Linked DNA regions of Danio rerio: region 1 is linked to region 2. A link is a contact called in public Micro-C data. All regions are on one chromosome and are shown on one strand. The core of a region is the stretch at or near the end of the contact, and the rest is flanking DNA. Distances in the headings are between cores, read along the strand shown. Region 1 holds the start of atxn2l (ataxin 2-like). Region 2 holds the start of sh2b1 (SH2B adaptor protein 1).

What was found. A called contact is a pair of places that touch in the nucleus more often than the background predicts.
Region 1: a contact with region 2 is called in a Micro-C map of caudal fin, with 2.0 times the contacts expected there. The contact joins the promoter of atxn2l here to the promoter of sh2b1 in region 2. A contact is called at or near these places in 2 of 18 Hi-C or Micro-C datasets (caudal fin and hematopoietic stem cells).

What each region holds. Positions count from the first base shown.
Region 1 is chr3:14,047,296-14,052,630 of GRCz12tu, reverse strand. atxn2l (ataxin 2-like) reads right to left here and starts at 1,674. Exons shown (of 24, transcript NM_212684.2): 1 at 1,463-1,674; 2 at 1,128-1,225; 3 at 54-93. The coding sequence starts at 1,483. The region is part of intron 1 of LOC137490042 (a long non-coding RNA gene); the gene reads left to right. sh2b1 (SH2B adaptor protein 1) reads right to left here. Exons shown (of 8, transcript NM_001110455.1): 8 at 3,695-4,676. The coding sequence ends at 4,420.
Region 2 is chr3:14,015,382-14,021,005 of GRCz12tu, reverse strand. It overlaps sh2b1 (SH2B adaptor protein 1), which reads right to left and starts at 3,729. Exons shown (of 8, transcript NM_001110455.1): 1 at 1,914-3,729. The coding sequence starts at 3,557. All of the region lies in intron 1 of LOC137490042 (a long non-coding RNA gene), which reads left to right.

The DNA.
Region 1 (5,335 bases), core at 425-2,924, 34 kb before region 2:
GTCGAAATATTTAAATATTTGAAAATGCAAGATACACAAAGGAAATTACGTACAGGTGGTGACTGTGAAGGAGTCTTCACGGAGTTTCTGTTTCTAAAAGGGAAAAAAAGTCAAACCAATACCACAACATTAACATATTAATCTTTAAAACATACATATGTGTATTGTAACAAATCAATGATTTCAATGGTTACTAAAACATGGAAACTATCAGAAAAAAACAATCAGAAATGTAGACATTAAACACTAATTTTACTTATAAACTAATAAATGTTTACGAAATCCCCCAAATGTGTCGTATATTGAGAGAGACGTGAAACACAGACCGGTGTTGCAGGTATTGCTCCTCTGTTACATGTATGAACAACAATTACAACACCGCTGAGCGAGTCGAAAACAAAAGGACAACCACACACGAGTAACAAAATGACGGTCGGGTTGAACCCCGTTGCGTATCAGGACAAAATATGATGTATTAATGCAAATGTGTAAACAATAGCAGTCAAGCGCGTGTTTTATTTACGTCAGACCGCAAAGCGGGTTAGCAACACAAGCAAACGCCGTGCCGCAGACAGGACAAGACAAACAGCTTGACATTAACATGCGCAAATGTACACATTCCGTGCCCGTCGCTACAATAAACCAAACCGCTAATTACAAACGAGTGTTTCTACTTTTTTGTCACATGCATCCCGGCTCCTCTTGGAAGGCGTCTGTCTAAAATGGCTCAAGTTGAAAGTCGAACACAATACTGAATCATATGGGATCGAAAACAACAACAAAACACTGCTGATCCCTTCCCACGACCCGCCTTCGATACCACTTATAGGCTACAAAACATGCCAATCTGTTATAACCTAAATCCTATTGGTTGAAAACACTCTCGCTGGGTGGGCATGAATTGTCGACGACAATTCTCTCCATCATTGGCCTGCAAATCTGCCAATCAAACTCTCTGCACGGCGATTGGCTGTTGCTCACGCCAATTAAACGAGCCTCGAAATTATTGGCGCTCGTGGAAATAGATTAGGAATGCGCTAGGAACACGCCCACTTTGACCGGTAGGCCTCGTGTTAAAATGACAAGCCGCGGACTTTCTGCGCGGGCCAGCCCGACATGTGCTTTACCTCCCCGGGTTGGGTCTGTTAGAGTTGCTCCCCGGAACGGATGAAGCCATTGACCCTGAAGTTCCATTGGATGTTTTGCGGCCACCGGGTCCAGGTTGCTGTTAGAAAGCACAACCATTCTCAAATGCTGACATAAAACAAGTATTAAACACATTCACGTATATTAAAAAGTCCAGCCGAGCAGCGATGGCTAGGTGGTTTACTAGCATGTTACCGTAATGCGAAAGTGGAAGCTAAAGGGAGGGCGACAACATTTGAAGCATACACGCTTTCATATTTTCAACTGATACGATTTATGTTCAAAAATGACTGCAATTTGTAGATGTGCTACTCACGTTCTGTCGGCGAAAAGACATAACTAGCCGCTAACTGAGTTGCCCGCTAAATTCCCCTTGTTGCCTATGACAAGCTAGTATGTGGACTAGCCTGCCTGCGGTGTTATTTTTGTAGTTTTTCCGCGGCGATTTCAGGTCCGCACGAGCGCGATCTCCGTTAAAGCGCGAAGTCCAGTTCGGTCCGATATTCCGTCGCGAACGCAACACGAAAAGGCAACAAGCCTTATTTTTTCTATTAAATATTACCGGCACCACGTCTCGCGAATTAGCCAGCGATGAACGCGATGGCTGTTTTTTCAAAAACCTTCGACTGTCATTGGACGACACTGTCATACGTCGCGTGATGACGCAATAGCGTACAAGGCCCGTATCACGTCGGCAGCCACACGTACAACATGCTTTGCGAAAAGAATCGTGCTTACGTAAAGATCGATCTATCTATCTATCTATCTATCTATCTATCTATCTATCTATCTATCTATCTATCTATCTATCTATCTATCTATCTATCTATCTATCTATCTATCTATCTATCTATCACGTGTCAGTCCTTCTAAAGAACAATCCATCTACGTTATAAATTATATCTATTCATTGATATATCTATGCTTTTGTAAATAAAGTTTTCTCTATCCATGCTTACCTAAATAAAATTATATTCATCCATGTTCACGTTAATAAAACTATTCATCTAAAGAACATTCCATCTATGATTAAACTATCCGTCTATATATCTGATTTATTAAATAAAATTCTATCATCCATCCATCCATCTATATTCATTGATATGTCTATGCTTACATAAATAAAATTCTATCATAGAAACTATCTATCTATCTATCTATCTATCTATCTATCTATCTATCTATCTATCCATCCATCCATCCATCCATCCATCTATGCTTACATAAACTATCCATCTATGATTTTGTTAATAAAATCATCCATCTATCCCTCCATCTATAGAACTTTTCATCTATGCTTACATTCATTGATATATCTATGCTTACATAAAATTCTATCTATCTATCTATCTATCTATCTATCTATCTATCTATCTATCTATCTATCTATCTATCTATCTATCTATCTATCTACAAATAAAATTCTATCAATCTACTATAAAACATTCTAACAAATGTTTACATAAACTATATTCGAAATATCAATGTTTACGTTGAAAAAATCTCTCTCTGTTTCTCTCTCTCCCACTATCTATCTAAACATTCCATCCATCTTTCTATGCTTATGAAAATAAAATTATATCCATCCATCCATCCAGTCATAATTAAACACAACTCAAGACATATTGTTTCAGTATAATTATATTATATCATATTATTATCATCATCATCATCGTCATCATCATTAAATTCAATGTAGTACCTGAAACTCTAATTACACAGAGTGGGCAAGAGTGTCCACCTTAACACACGGTCCCAGCACAGACAGACAGAGAGAGAGAGAGAGAGAGAGAGAGAAGAGAAGAGAAGAGAAAAGAGAGAGAAGGCACAATAAGAGGTTTAAATAAAAGGTAAAAGTGTGGAGAACAACTGATAGCGAATGACCTGTAGGGGATCAATAAAGCATGAGAGGACAGATCGAGGCACGAAATCAAAGAATGACTGGCACAAAAACAAGAGGGAATGACGGAGAACAACACGAAAAGGCACAAGAAGAAAGGGGCTGTTTTTTTTATCCTTTTTTCCTGAAATCTGTTGGACACCGAAAGCAAAGGAGACAGCAGTGAGATCAGAAGAGAGATATAAAAAGGCACAAAATATTAAGAAACAGATCTTGGAAAAGAAAAAAAAAAAGTGTTTGTGTTCGTATAGTAAACAAAAATAAAGGCATATTTAAACAAACGAAAAAATAAAATAATACTATTATTCTGACAATTATTAAATTCATTAAAAGCATCATCAACAGTTATTATTGTCATATTCATACTCAGTAATTTCGCTTTTAAATGAAGGACGTTCTCCCTCCTCTGGACTGCAGCTTTGAAATAAACGCACCAATAAAAGCAAAGATCGTAAAGCTAAAAGGAAAGATAAAATGTAGACAGAGAGAGAAAGAGAGAGAGAGAGAGCAGAGGAGCTGGGTGACAGATCAGGACTCTGAGGTAATGATGGAGTCTATGGAGATGTTTACTATAGTAATTAACCTTAAAAATAAGTAATACTACCGGACTTCAGATGACTGGGCTTGCTTTTGTTTTTCTTCTGCTTGTTTTTTTTTTTTTTTTTTTTTTGGCAAAACTTTGTTAAGCCCAAGGTAGTATCTAGCAAAATAATCACAACTGAAAGTAACAGGAAGAATAGTTATTACTTGGTTTTTGTATCGTTGTTTTTTTTTTTTTGCGACATTCGTAGTTTGTCAGTGGCAGAACATAAAGAAATCAACTAAAACGTCTCCAGTATTAATAATAATAATAATATAACAACAATAACAAGAGTGCTGGTGGGTAACAATCTCTGAACAAGTAAAAATTTCAACATCAACAACAACAACAACAAACGACCAAAAAAATTATTTTTTGTATAAGTGCGAAGGGTTAAAGAATACTAGTCATCCCGAGTCCCGACTTGAAATTGCGACTCGTTACGAAATGCTAAAATAAAAACGGTGGCGCTCATGGTCGTACCTTCCTATGCAAAATCAACAAGCACCAGAGGAGGAAACGTTCACACTGACAAACGCTGGAGAAACCAATTAGTAAAAGCCGACCCAACAGTTTCACAATGCACCTCTGATTTAGTGTAGTACCGATACTTTAGTGTTTTAAAAATGTACCGTCAATGTGTATGAATCTCTCTCTCTCTCTCTATTTATATATATATATATATCTCCCTCTCTCGCATGGTGAAAGCTCATGTTTAATAGTGTTAATAATAAATCAGTCAGTTGGAGAATACTGAAAATACTGATTGTGAAGGGCTGTCCTGGTTCTGGGTTCAGAAGAAGGAGTACTGGTTGTCGATAGCTCTCGCTCTTCCTCCTTCGCGCTCTTCTCCCTCCACCCCTTCCAGTTGGAGAAGCGCTGGCTCCCGCTCTCGCTCCTCGCACTCCTCCGCCCCGCTGCTCGCTCCGCCTCCGCCGGCCACCTCAGGCTCGGGTCCGCGCTCCTGGGGCGGGGTTGGGGGCGGGGGGCGTCCTGGAGGCAAGGGTGGAGGCGGCGGTTGGGGAGGACTACGGGGTCTGCTGGTCAAGTCTGAGAATTGCAGATATATAGGATGAGAAAGAAAGAGAGAATTAAATGAGTAAAGGGTGAACACCAGAGTGAGGACTCTTTTCAGGATTTTACATAGTCAAAAGACGAAAGGGGGGTGTGAAATAAAAAATGGCAACGTTTGATGGCGCACATTGTTATTCTTTAGGTCAGAGGTGCCCAAACTAGAGCCAAACTTGATTTGGCCCACCATCTGAGAATAGAGGGAGAATGATGGGGATGGTTTAGAGATTGTTTAATGTAACCCTTTTTTTCGTTTGATTGTAACAAAGTAACTGAAATCAAATGTTTAAAGTGTGTAAATTAGGGATGTCCTGATCAGGTTTTTTTGCCCTCGAGTATGAGTCACATTCACTTGCTTTTGAGTATCTACCAATACCGAATCTGAACCGATACGTCTATAATACATAAAAAAAAAATTAGAGAAGAGCAAAGAAACTGATCAGGATGGAGTCAATTCATTCAGCGGTAAGGCTTAGTAGAGACATGGGAGCTACAGATGAACTCCATATGTCTGTGGTGAACGAAACATGGGGTACATCTTATAACAGGACGAGTAGTCTTCTTATAAAGGGCTGGCAGTGGCTTCCTCTGTGAAATAGTGGAGAGACGGCATTTCAAATAGAGGTTCTACATTTGTT
Region 2 (5,624 bases), core at 2,480-4,979:
TATTTTTGATTGTCGACAGAACAAACCTTCATTATACAATGATTTGTCTAATTACCCAAACTTGCCAAAATAACCTTATTAACATAGTGAAGCCTTTAAATTGCACTTAAAGCTAAAAACTATATCTAGAAATGATAAATAAATATCTAGTAATATATTATGTACTCTCACCATGGCAAAGATAAAAGAAATCAGTTATTAAAACAGTTATTAAAACTATTGTTTAGAAATGTGTTGAAAAAAATCTTTCTATTTTGCAGAAATTGAAAAACAAATTAATTATAATAACTCAGGTAAATAATTTTGACTTCGACTGTATGTAAAACTTAACTAGTTAAGCTCTGGGGCTATTTGGGGTAATTCCGCCTGAATTTGGCCTTCCGAATTAAAAAGCTTCCCATACCCACATGCAGTGGTGTAAATACAAAGGTTTGGTATCATTTGAAAGGAAACCCTTTGAAATTTCATACAATAGAGTTGAAATTGAAAACAATTGTTGTATATATTGTCTGTGTTATAATAAACACACAAAAAAGGCGCTTTTTTTATAAATTGAAGTTTGGAAATGTGGAAATCAGTATTGGAGAGTTGCAGCACCCTGGAAACAGTTTTATTTCTTTCCAGCAGGTGTCAGCAAACACCTTTTTTCTTTATAATAATTTATATGAGAATAATTCTATTCCAACTGCAAGGAGGAAAAATGCCATTTATTTTTATTTCCGCCTAACTATTTTTGAAGTCTCCCCATACCATCATACATTATAATAAATGCAATATCTCATTGTCATTTAACAGAAAACCCTTTGAAATTACAAAAAGAACTGCTGAAAGTGATAAATATCATTATGTATGTTGTCTGTCCTATGATGAACCACCTCAACACAAACCGCTTTTAGTTTTTTTTGTCCTAAAGCCTGATTTAGAAAGTGTATAACTCTGTAAGCTCCATCAAACTGCAGATTGCTTTGATTGTTACCAGCATTTGTCAGGAGACACTAGAAAAAAGAATTTTGTTTTTATCATGTAGTATGCATTAATTATGTCAGTTCAACCGAAGGGTAGGAAATCACAACGTTTTTGCTTCTGATCTGTGACTTTTACACATTCTGTTTTGCAAACCTCTCTTCCTGTTTGTCATGCGATATCTCAGTCACTGATTGGCTGATCAAGGTTCGCGATACATCAGCGTAAAGATGATAATCTCACCTTTCCAGTGATATGTAATCCATCAAGCTACCATATTTTCCCGAATTTTGGAATATCATGACCCTATTTTGTTGCGTTTCGCACTTACAAGACACAGCAGGGGTTTACTGATGCACACTTCCTCAGAAAACACTGAAAATGGACTCATTTTGCAGAGGACAACCTAAGGTAAAAGATGATGTAGCTTGTTTGGCTATCTGTGCTAGCTCCGGCAGCTCACGGAGTAAATGATCAATAATTTCCCTTGTATGTTTACAAAAAACGAGTTCATACTTTATGATTCATTCGAAGACTGTTGGATATGTGATTGTAAATCAATAAAAATAACAATGGATCCTTATTATTGGGAATGGGAGCTTTAATTTGATGTATTACTTGCCATTGTGTGTCTAATATTAGCGATGTGAAAAATATGCATACTGAACAAAGTACATAATCGGGAGGGTTGAGATACTATACATCGAGTCTAAATTAAGTGTTAATAACTTTGTTACAGTACAACAAATATCAAAGTGATGTATATCAGTTGAAAATACACATTCTAAGCTTTCACTCAGTAGGCCATATGGTTTTATTGATGCAGATAGACCTCTTAAATCTATTGTTATTCTCCCGATGATGTAATTTTGCCCCTTGTACCGGGCACGCAGAGTTTAAGTGGTTAAATGTATATATTTTACATGTAGAGGCCAAAAAGTTTCACCAACCTTCGGCGGGATGTAAAACTCCAGGAAATATTCCAACCCTCCATCCCCTCCATCCTTATCTCGTTCTTTCAGAACTAGACGGCACTTGTGCCAACGCGTACCCCGTCCACCCACAGCGCCACCTATGGCTGTGGGATGTCCAGACACAGAGCTGTCTGCGCCGTGATGCAGCAGTCCAAAGGAAAAGCCTGGGAACCCGTGAGTGCTGGCGAACTCATCCGAAGATGAGCACACGGTCACTCCTCCCTCCCGCACCAGCCTGCCCATCTTCCTGGAGGCGTTGATGCTGCTTGGTGGGAGCGATGAAGGGGATAAAACCGAAGATGGAGGAGCTGCGCTGGACAGATTTGGCGGAGGAGAGCGAGACAGTCGTAGTTTTTCCAACCGGTGACTCCATTTCTCCTTCTCGCCATCTCCGTTGCTCCTTCGCCAGTCGCGGGCCTCAGAGAGCGAAAGAGAAGTGGCGCTGCTGGAGGATGAAGGGGGCAGTGAAGAGGACGAGGAGTGAGGAAGGGAAAGGGGAAGAGAGAGAGACACCGGGAGAGAAGAGGGAACCCCTTGCGAGCCGGAGTTCCTCTTGCCATCCTGCAGGCCAGTAGTGTAGCTGTAGCTGGAGGGAAGAGGGCTGGAGTTGCTGCAGTTCTGCGGGGAGTCGCTGGAGGAGCTGCGCCAATGCAAGATGCCCCTCACACTACCCCTGACACTCCGTCCCACACTGCGCAAAGAGAAACGCTTCTTTAACTTGTTCTTGGAGTGACCTCCAATAGGCGTCCCGTTGCCTTTCGAGTTTGCTGGTGCACTGGAGGGATTGAGGGTGAGGTCGGCTCTTTCTAAATCCTCGCCCTCATTGTCCCTACCTATGATGTCGGTCTCTACCTCCTCCAGAGTTACAGGTCCTGCCCAGCTATCTTCCTCTTCCTCTAGGTCTTTATATCCTGAAGGATTGTGTTTGAGGGCCATTCCCCTCTCCTCTCTGCGCCCGTTATTTCCACCCATAGAGGACGAGCAAGACGACGAGGAGGACGGTGGGAGAATCTGCGCGTGAGCGTACGAGTCCTGAAAGCCTCCAGAGTTCTGGAATCGTTCTGTACCACGGCTTTCCTGGGTCAGGATAGGTTTGGGAGTGGCCCGTGTGTGAATAGGTGGGCATGAGGCTGCTGCGGATTCCGCCGTTAGCAAAGACGGAGATGCTGCATCCTCCTCTAACGAGGTAACATCCGATTGGGCGACCCAATTCACCGTACCTTCCCTACTGATACCAGTTACTTCAAGCTCGCTCTCAAAATGCCGAACAAATCTGTCTGTAAAGCGACGGCAAAAAAGAGCTGCCGAATCAGGGGAGTAATTTGGGTTCTCCTGAAGGAAGGCCCGGAAATGTCGAGCAAAATCCCCGGCGGCTACCCGGGCATGGAGCTCACAGAACTCGGTCCAGCTGAGGCAGGGAGATGGCGATGGTGTGGGTGTGTCGGATAACGAAGACAAGGGTTGACCTACAGGAGTCGGAGGAGGCAAAGGCGGAGGTCTGGTGGACAAGGGCAACAGCGATGGAGACGGAGGAGAGGGCGATGGAGAAGGGGATGGCGGAAGGGGAGATGAATTAGCCGCAGCCCGTGGACTCGGTGGAGTTAATAAGGAGCCGTTCATGACTGACTAATCAATCTCAGACCAACCGATCATCAAAGACGTCAGGATGGCTGCGATTAGGTGTGTATGGGGGGCACGCAATCTGTTCATCAGGCTACGGTTTTATGATAGACTCCAATTCTGAAAACCTGACCAAAAATATGTGGCCTGATAAAAATGGCCAGGAATCGTCTTCCCCCATTTAAAGAAAAAGACTTGGCTCTGTATTCGTCTAAAGTACTTCACATTCTATACACAATAATGTGTGTATGTAGGAGCAAAACTAAAAGATGTCAGGAGCAGCAGGCTAAGCTGATGATGGTAGTTTTCAGGTGGTCTCTGGTTTACGGTTCGGAGAGGATCCTACGCTTGGGATTTGTGACCTAAAAAAGAAGTAAAGAGAAATTTTTAGATATGGATTTTAAAAACTGATATAACATTGCCATCATTTTTATCTAAAAATAATAACTATACCATCTAAATGAAACAAACTATTTCAAAGCAAATATTTTTATTTTCTTAAACACAATATCATAGCTAGGTCACCCATTTTTTTATTCTGACATTTTACTCATTCTAATGATGTTACAAATCTTTTTGAGGAGATAGATGACAACTTTCCTAGTGTGAAAAAAAGACGCAATGAATGTGGATATAGACACAGGCTTTTTGCCGTTTGTGCTCCACAATACAACATAAAAATTAAGGATGTCCAGATACGATCACGTGATAGGAAATTGGGCCTGATCACACAAGTTCAGACTCTGATCAGAATCAGACACAACCTCCCGACCAGGACTGGAATATATATATATATATATATATATATATATATATATATATAATTATTTTTTAACACATCACTTTGTTGCAAAGAGGCTATTGGTTAAATGACAAATGAATGGTCAAATGACGGCAAAGAACACAAAAGCAGCATGAAGCGGAAAGAGTGAGTATGTCTGCGATCTGGAGGTATTATAAAGTTGATGATGACAACATTGCCATAGCAAACTGTGACGTATGTAAACTTGGGATTGCCTGTCGGGTATTTTAAGTTGAGGTGCTATTTGTTTTTATATTAGATTTTTAAATTATAATTACTGTTGCACTGAAGTCCAAAAGTGAAGATTTAATACTATTTATTACCTAATTGTTCAAGCTATTTCACAGAAGTGCTCTGTTTGTTAACAGAGTTGTTGAATGTTAAAATAAGGTGAATTAAATAAAACATAAGAAATATCCTGGATCTGTTTTTTCGCTCTTCTTTTCTCTTTTTGTATGTATTATTGAAGTATCTGCTCGGGTATCGGTAGATACTCAAAATCAAATGACAGACTTGAGGACAAAAAAAACCTGATCAGGACATCTCTAAAAAAAATCATGTAGGGTTGCAAACATCATGAAAGCGAGAAATATATATTTTTTTCTCTAAACAACTATATTTTCATTTCCAATGCATATTTAAAATTAAAAATAACATACATGCTGTTAAATGTGACGTTTTGCCTGCATTTTGTTTTTTTTACATGTAACAAAAGTTTCCTATATGTTTACAGCATAGTATGAGGGTTTGAAAATTAAGGACATTTTACAATCTCTAAAAGGCATTTGATCAACTCTGACTATTATCAACCTGAGCACAAACTTTGGATGATCTTCCAGCTACGAAAATGTGACATTTACAAGCTATGTGTCATGCCTGAAGGAAGTAGAAGGATGCGTTGTTTTGCTTTCGAGCTGTGAGCCTCAATCCTCCACCTGATATCCGAAGAACGTGCTGAGCGCTAATATCTCATTTATTTTTATTACAGAACCACCTACAGCCAACAAACGGAGCATCTGTGAACATTTAAAGACGAATTCAAACCTAAACCCCGAATTGAAAACTGTTAAGACTATTTACATGATGCAGAAATGATGCTCACGAGCCCCTGCGATAACTCACCATTTTCAGGCCACGGTGTAACTCGAGGCCGGCGCAGTTGTTCGCTGTAAAGAAAACACACCACGCTTAAATGCCAGTCGGTGGTATTTACAACTAATAGAGGTTTAATAGAAAAATCACACAATGCTAAACACACTTCACTA